Regions from separate parts of the Mus musculus genome. Here region 2 is linked to region 1. A link is a contact called in public HiChIP or PLAC-seq data. All regions are on one chromosome and are shown on one strand. Each heading gives the region's core, a stretch centred on a gene start, on an enhancer-like site or on the middle of the called end of the contact. The rest is flanking DNA. Distances are from core to core; before and after follow the strand shown. Region 1 holds the start of Rap1gap (Rap1 GTPase-activating protein). Region 2 holds the start of Kif17 (kinesin family member 17).

Evidence for each region. HiChIP or PLAC-seq counts read pairs in DNA pulled down with a chosen protein or histone mark.
Region 2: a contact with region 1 is called in an H3K27ac HiChIP or PLAC-seq map of large pre-B cells, with 4 times the contacts expected there. The contact joins the promoter of Kif17 here to the promoter of Rap1gap in region 1. A contact is called at or near these places in 2 of 39 promoter capture datasets (both in liver), 4 of 115 datasets of contacts at active chromatin or transcription factors (embryonic stem cells, large pre-B cells, neural tube and 1 more) and 1 of 9 other capture datasets (embryonic stem cells).

Annotation. Positions count from the first base shown.
Region 1 is chr4:137,705,422-137,709,019 of GRCm38.p6, reverse strand. Rap1gap (Rap1 GTPase-activating protein) reads right to left here and starts at 1,553. Exons shown (of 24, transcript NM_001379234.1): 1 at 1,360-1,553. The coding sequence starts at 1,434. Rap1gapos (RAP1 GTPase activating protein, opposite strand) reads left to right here and starts at 2,414. Exons shown (of 2, transcript NR_138594.1): 1 at 2,414-2,498.
Region 2 is chr4:138,260,564-138,264,161 of GRCm38.p6, reverse strand. Kif17 (kinesin family member 17) reads right to left here and starts at 1,911. Exons shown (of 15, transcript NM_010623.4): 1 at 1,429-1,911. The coding sequence starts at 1,659. Sh2d5 (SH2 domain containing 5) reads right to left here. Exons shown (of 10, transcript NM_001099631.1): 10 at 3,194-3,598.

The DNA.
Region 1 (3,598 bases), core at 304-2,803:
GAGACGCACACACAGGCCTCCACACCATGATTTGAACATGGCACCAGGCATACCTTTTGTGTATCAAGAAACACACACAGAGATGCATACAGAAATCCATATGGAGTCTATGCACAGTAATTCTTGGAGACATTGCCTAACACACACATACACATGTTGGTGTTCTGAGTTACACACAACACATACTCAAGTCCATGTACCTGATATTCACACTTGTGCACACACCGGTGCAGGCCTGCACCCCAGTAACTGCACACAGACACAGGCATTCTCCTGGCTGAGACCAGGAGAGCACCGGCACGTGCAGGCTCAGCCAGGTGCTCAGGGAAACAGATGCAGAGTCCCAGGCGTCACTGCCAGGATCAAAGCATGCGGTGCAACAAACCCAAGCCAGCATCCCATATTGTAGACAAGAGTTCCGAGCAAAGGAAGAGGAATCAGGCAACTGCCAGGGTTGTTAAACCCCATGGGATCCTGAGCATCACCACCCATCACCACATATGCACAGTATGAAGTCACAAAACCTAAGCCCTTGTGCATACACTCTGAAGCCTACCTACAAAACAAGATCCAACCTGTAAAGTCCACTTCAGTAGTACCCAGGAGCCCCTGAGCCATGGGCACCTGTGGCCACACCCAACACCTCTGAGATTAGAAGAGCAGATAGCAATGACAGTTTGGCAGATAGCATAGACACACACCTATTGTCCAGGAAGGACAAACACACCTGTCAACGTGACAATGTCACAACAGTGCCACCATCCTTTCAGGGTCAGCCAGATAGTCTCTGACCTAAAGAGACCCAGCAAAGGGCTGAGGAAAAGAGGAGGTCCTACTTAAGGTGACCAAACAGCCAGCCACAACGAAACACCACACATGGCTGCACCAGAATCACAACCACATAAACACTGACACATGGCACTGTCACCCAGAGTGTGCACACAGAGCATCAAGTAACACCCACAGTTACAGCCCCACAGGCAACAGCAGACGCCCTGACACATGGCAAAGGAAGGCTGGGAGTGGTGTGGCCAGAAGCCGGGCATCCCACCTGGGGAAGAGCCACCAGAGTCACCCTATGATATCGCTCCATCTGTGTGGAAAAGGCAGCAGGCAGTCCCAACAACAGTTAAACACACACCCAGTGTCACTGCAGCCCATGGCCACAGTGTCCCTACGTCTGACCCAGGGGCAGCTTTGGAAAACACTAGGGTGCTCCGTGTAGTTCGGGTGTCAGTCCAAAAACATACACACCCACCGTGACGGGGTTCAGGCACAGACTGCCAGACTCTGGGTAGTAAGGCTGACTGATGGCCCTGGGTCCCCAGTCGGCCAGGCCGCCCCTGCCAGGGTCCTCACCTGCCAGCCGGCCCCCGCCGGCAACGAGCCCCTCCGCGGACGGCCATGGGGCGCTGGGGGCCGCGGCTGCGCCATCCCGAGCCCCAGCCCCGGCGGCGCTGTAAGCCGGCCCGGCCCGGGGCCCCGTAGCCCGAGCTCTGCGCTCCTGTCCCGCCCGCCGCCGCTCTGCCTTCTCTGGGCTCACCCTGCTGCCGGGCCCGAGGGGGCGGGGCGCCAGGTGCGGGAGGCGCGGAGGAGGGGCGGGGCGGAAGGCCACCACGCCCACTCGCGGGGCGGCCGGGCAAGGGGCCCAGGACACTGCGCCTGCGCGCGGGAAGCCTCAGGCACTTCTGTGAGCAGCTGTGTCTTCCCAGACTGGAGACCCTGCCTCTGGGCTTCAAGGACAAGGTTCTTGGGACAGCTGTGCCCAGGGAATGCAGGAGTACTGGAGATGGTGCTTAAGCACTTTCTTTGCTGGACCCTTTGCGTGTCTCACCAGATCGCCATAACCAAGGAGGTACAAATGTCTTCACTAGAAAATCATATTCCAAGAGGTGCAATAGCTTTTTTTGCTAGAAAACCCCGGGATCCCTGGAAGAGTCTGAAGCTGCAGAGTCTCTGGCACCTCCATTGGCTCAGTTTACCATCTGTAAATTACAAGGCTTCTGAAACGACACCCCCCACCCCCAACTTGACCCTGAAGTCCTTGTGTCTTAGGCTGGTGCAGCCAGTCTGCAGCAGGGACAGACCCCAAGACAGATGCTGGAGAAGTCTGGATGCTCTAGGGGCAGGACTGTCCTCCAGCTAGGGGCGGGGGGCAGATCTCCTACAGCTTCCCAGAAGTGCTGTCTACTACCCTCTGTCCCCAGGGCCAGGGAGCTCCTGAAAGGAAGGCAGGCAGCACTTTCCCTGCCCTCCCAGACCTGGCCCAGGGTCAGGTTTAGACCTAGAGAGCCAGCGGGAACACCAGAGATGTGCATTCCAGACACCGAGTAGCTTTGGCTTTAATAATTAACAACAGCAAATATTGATTTATGCAACCACTTCCAGGCCTGCACACTTCCGGGTACCCAACACAATGCAGCCAGAAGAGCATCTTTTCCTACCGTGGCCCTGGGGGAGGCCAAAGCTGCTCAAATCACCGGCGATATGTAGGCCAGGTAGAGTGGATGCCGCCTGCGTATGTGTCTAGGTCCTTATCTGTGTACATGTGTGTCTCCAAGGCTAGTCGTGGCTCTACGTGACATACTGCATTGCTGTAGCATAGAAGTACCCGTGGGTAGGAAGGGGTGGGTAGGGACGCCTGGGGGGGTATTTACTTTCTATCTCCTTTATGTGTTCATGAGCAAGTCTGAATACACTATAGATATATGTACTTGTGTCTGTCTGTCTGTCTGAATGTGGTCTGGCTCCCAGGTTAGGTATAGGTAGGCCAAGTATGCACATGTATGCAGATTTTACAGTCCCTGAGTACTGCAGAGGGTAGCTCGGTGTCTATTTAAATGTGGCTCCCCAAAGAAAAGAAAATACAACCCCTGCACAGCTCTGGGGACACAGTAATACTGATTATTTCCAAAGCACTTCCAAAGGCGCTGCCCAGTGACGAGCTGGCAAGGTCAATAGAGAAGACACTCTCAGCCATGCAATGGTGACACACACCTTTAGTCCCAGAACTCAGGAGACAGAGGCAGGTAGATCTTTGTGAGTCCAAGGCCAGCCTGGTCTACAGAGTGTGTTCCAGGACAGCCAGCATTACACAAGGAAACCCTGTCTTGAAAAACTAAAGAAGAAGAAGAAAGAGAAGGAGGAGGAGGAGGAGGCAGAGGAGGGGAGGAGCAACAGTAGCAGCAGCAGCTGTCTACTCTATGTTAGAGGTGGGACTTGCCCTTAGGTACAGGGAGGTTACATGCCCCTCAAACTGGTTCCAGTATCATTGTAAATATGTAACAGAATAGGGTATTGAGGAAAACTGGAGAGTATCCCAGGCAGGTTCCCTCAGCTCACCAATAGCCTGCTGGAAATCCAAATGAGTCACTCTGGGAGCTGGTTTCAGTTCACAGAATGGGTCCTAGTCTGGAGGAGGGGTGCACTGTGGGGCTGTGGCGGTCTGAAGCTCACTGTCTGCGCTGCGTTAGCATGATTGGAAAGTGGGAGCCAACTGGGTGGAGGCCAGGAGGCTGAAGGATAGCGGCTTCCTTGGTAACTGAAGGGCCCACCTTGGGCTCTCTGAGCCTCAGGCTCCGAGGATCTGCAACATTAG
Region 2 (3,598 bases), core at 662-3,161, 550 kb before region 1:
TCAAATCTGTAGTCTGGGGAGTGTCCAGAGATAGGTCTGCACAGTGGGACTCGGAAGTGGAAGAGAGATCCAAGAGGTCTGTCACTGTGCCCTTAGTGTCTTCCTCTCTGGGTAGGCCTTGTCCAGACACTGCATAATCCACAAGAAGAGAACAGAGGCCTCACCCTGAGCAAGGCTGACAGCCCTAGACAGAAGCAAGGCTGAGGAGGAACACACGTTCAAATAGTCAAGGTGTCATCTCTAGATAGAGGGAGGCGAGTGCTCTGCAGGGTCCCTGGGACAGAAGTAGGACTGAAAGCTCCCAGGAGGCCTGAGTGCGTGGGACACTCTGGAGACCAAGAAACAAAAATGGAACAGGCTGCTTCCAGGGCACGAGCTACAGCCACTTAAGACATGCAAGCAAGGGCGAGGCCTTTACTCGATGGAGATTCAAACACCCGAGAAGCAAGAGGGACTGAATCAGATGAAATCTCTGATTCCTTCTAGCCTAAAAATCAGGTCAACAGGATGATAGCGGAGCTACCCTCAGAGCCTTGGACTGCTCCCTTGGGGCAGCTGTTCCTTGCCTTCTGAGTATTCAGAGGGCACCACCTCTGGTCAAGTGCTCTGTGGTCTACATTATCAGTCAGAAAGCCTTTGGAGTGGGGTCAGAGTTCAGCAAAGCAGAGATGCATGCTTGACCCTAAGTTCTAAGGATGCGTCTCTATTCCTGGCTCAGCACCACACAGGCTGGAGGCTTTGAAACACATCTCAATAGGCAGGAGAGGCAGAAGAGATGAAAGAGCCTGCCAGTCAAAATAGAAAGCATCCGTGTTAAATATTTTGGGATTTCTTTGCATAAGGGTTTCTCCAAACCTCAGATACTGGAGCACATGGAAGCACCACACTGTTTCTTTCTTGGAAAGACAAGTGTTTTCTCTACTACTCAAACGAGAAGAGTTCAAACATGAGGATTTTGCTTGTGGGGTTGAAATGGGGGCAAGTGTGAACAGAGGAGAGAAGACTCCTGGGACGCTTAGGAGGGAAGGAGGCTGAGGAAAATGGCTGGAGCTTTCAGGATCCTACAGGTCTGGAATGAGGACAGAGGACCAGGAGTCTAGAGTCTTTGGTAATGGGGCTGCAAGCGATGCGGGTTAGGACAAGCAGGGACGCTGAGCAGTCCTGGGTCTGAAGTTCTGCAGAAAAAGCTGCAAAGGACGGGCATGTACCAGCTGGGGTGCTGGGTTCAGCTGGGAGGTTGCCACCACACTGGGGGCAGGTCCCCGGTGGATACAGTCAGGACAAGCCTTCAGACTAACCTGCCGCTATCTACCTGTGCCCGGAGCCTTCTCGCTTGGCTTTTGGGGTAGGGGCTGGGTTAACCCACCTATCCTGTCTCCACTTTCCGGGAGCCCCGAGCCTGGCCCTTCAGTCTCGGGACGCCCTCACCTCCACCAGCGGGTAGGCGATCTCGTTGTAGATCTGCTCGGTGAAGTGTTCTATGTAGTAGGCGCCATCGAAGGTGAACTGCTTTGGGGGTTCGTCCGCCGCTCCCGGGTTCTGAATGAAGCATTGGCCGCGCGCACTGTCCACCGTCACCACCGACTGGCAGCTCAGCTCGCGCTCGCGCTTGTTCATGGGTCGGCAGCGCACGACCACTTTCACTGACTCCGAGGCCATGGCTGCCCGGGGGCGTGGCCCGGTCCAGGGGGTGGAGCCAGAGCCCGCGCGGGGCGGGGCCTGGCGGCGGGGGCGGGGCCGCACCAGGGGGCCGGGACTCCCCGCGGGGCGCACTGGGTGTGGCAGGGGCTCGGCGGACAAGTGTGCGGGCTGGAACCCGGGCCGCCGCCTCCCGCGCCCGGGCTCGCCCGTCCCTGAGGCCGGGCCCGGGCGGGGAACGGGGGATCCGCGCTGCAGGCGCCGCCGCACGACCCGAGCCCCGGAGCTGGCCGGGTCACGCTCGCGCTCGTGCACGCCGTCTCGGCGTTCGCCGTTGCTGGGCAACCTCCGTGACGTCACAGGACGGAATGGCGAGTGCGAGGGAGAGCCCGGGTGCAGGGGATGCACCAGGCCGTAGGAACTACCCTATCCCATCCTCTGCTCTGTCTCACAGGCATCGCAGCTCCAGCCCAGTGAGGTTCAGCAACCCCGCAGAGGTAGGCAGGGTAAGACTTGGAGCCCACATCTGACTCCACTTCCCTTAGGGGTTACAGACTGAGAGGGACAGTCTGAGAGTGACAAGGACTTCACTGCCCCCTATCCACAGCCCTAAGAATTCATATTTTTAAAAGACGGGAAAACTGGGCCAGCAAGATAGCTCAGACAGTGAAAGGTGCTTGCTGCCATGCCTACATGGTCCCAGTCAATGCCCGGGACCCCACAAGGTGGAAGGACTCTTGTAAGCAGGTTCACACGCATAAATAAATATATTTGAAAAAAAAATTAAAAAGACAAAAAAAATTTAGGAGTTAATCTTTCTGTTGGAAAGGCCACACAGACTAACCTCCTGACCCAGTCTGTGCCACCAACCACCAAATTGCAGTGCTCCCATGAGTTCCTAGGCACAGAAACACCATCAGTCATTTGACAGGCTCTGGGAAGACAGCCTCTTGCAGTCTAGTAGGGGAAACTAACATTCGCATCTTCTCATACACACACACACACACACACACACACACACACACACACACACACATGCACCAAAGAATGACTACAAATGAGCCATTTCTGTGGGTCACCTTTAAAAGGATCCTCTGTTGGCTGGGGGGGCGACAGGAAAAGTATCTTGGATATAACTGGAGCTGAAGTTTGGTTTAGGCAGATGTGGGCTGTACAAAGCACCTACTACACTTTGCTGAGACGGTAAACAGATCAGAGTCTGAATTTTAATAAATTACATGTGTGTGCTCACGCGTGTGTGTGCATTTGTATGGATGCATGGATGTGCACCCAGTGTGGCGGTCAGAGGACAACTTACAGGATATGGGTCTCTCCTTCCACCACGTGGGACCAAGGGAACAAACTCAGTTTAGCAGGTTTGACAAAATGCACTGAGCCAGCTCACAGACCCATCTACTTTTTTCTCAAAGGCCCTCCCACGAAACCTCATCTCCTAATCCCTTCAGACCTCTCTGGACCCTGGTGGCCAGGACCTCGGTCCTATGCCAGCTGCAGTCATGTTTGACAGACAAAAGCAAAACAGGAAAACGACTTCTGCAGTCGACTGAAGAATGGGGTTTATTTGTCTCAAAGTGCACACAAGAGAGCCGTGGTGGTGGTCTGCATAGACACAGAGCCATGGCTTGTAAGTAAGACACTGTCTGAACACATGGGCTCCAGACTGCGTCATTTGTACCATGCGATCAATAAATGCTTTGGAAGAAAAATGTCAAAGGGCATGGGGGAAGGCTGGTGGTCCCTTGGATGTGCGGAGGTTCTCCTGGTATTGTACACATTGGAGATTCACACTACGAACATACCCTCTTGGAGGTGAGCCCTGGCCTAGAGTCTGGGCCAAAGTAGCTACCAAATTTCCTTGGGTGTAACTCTGCGGTTGGACACGGGATGGATATGCTAATCTCTCTGCTCCCATGGCAACCAGGCCCTACTCAGGAGTAGG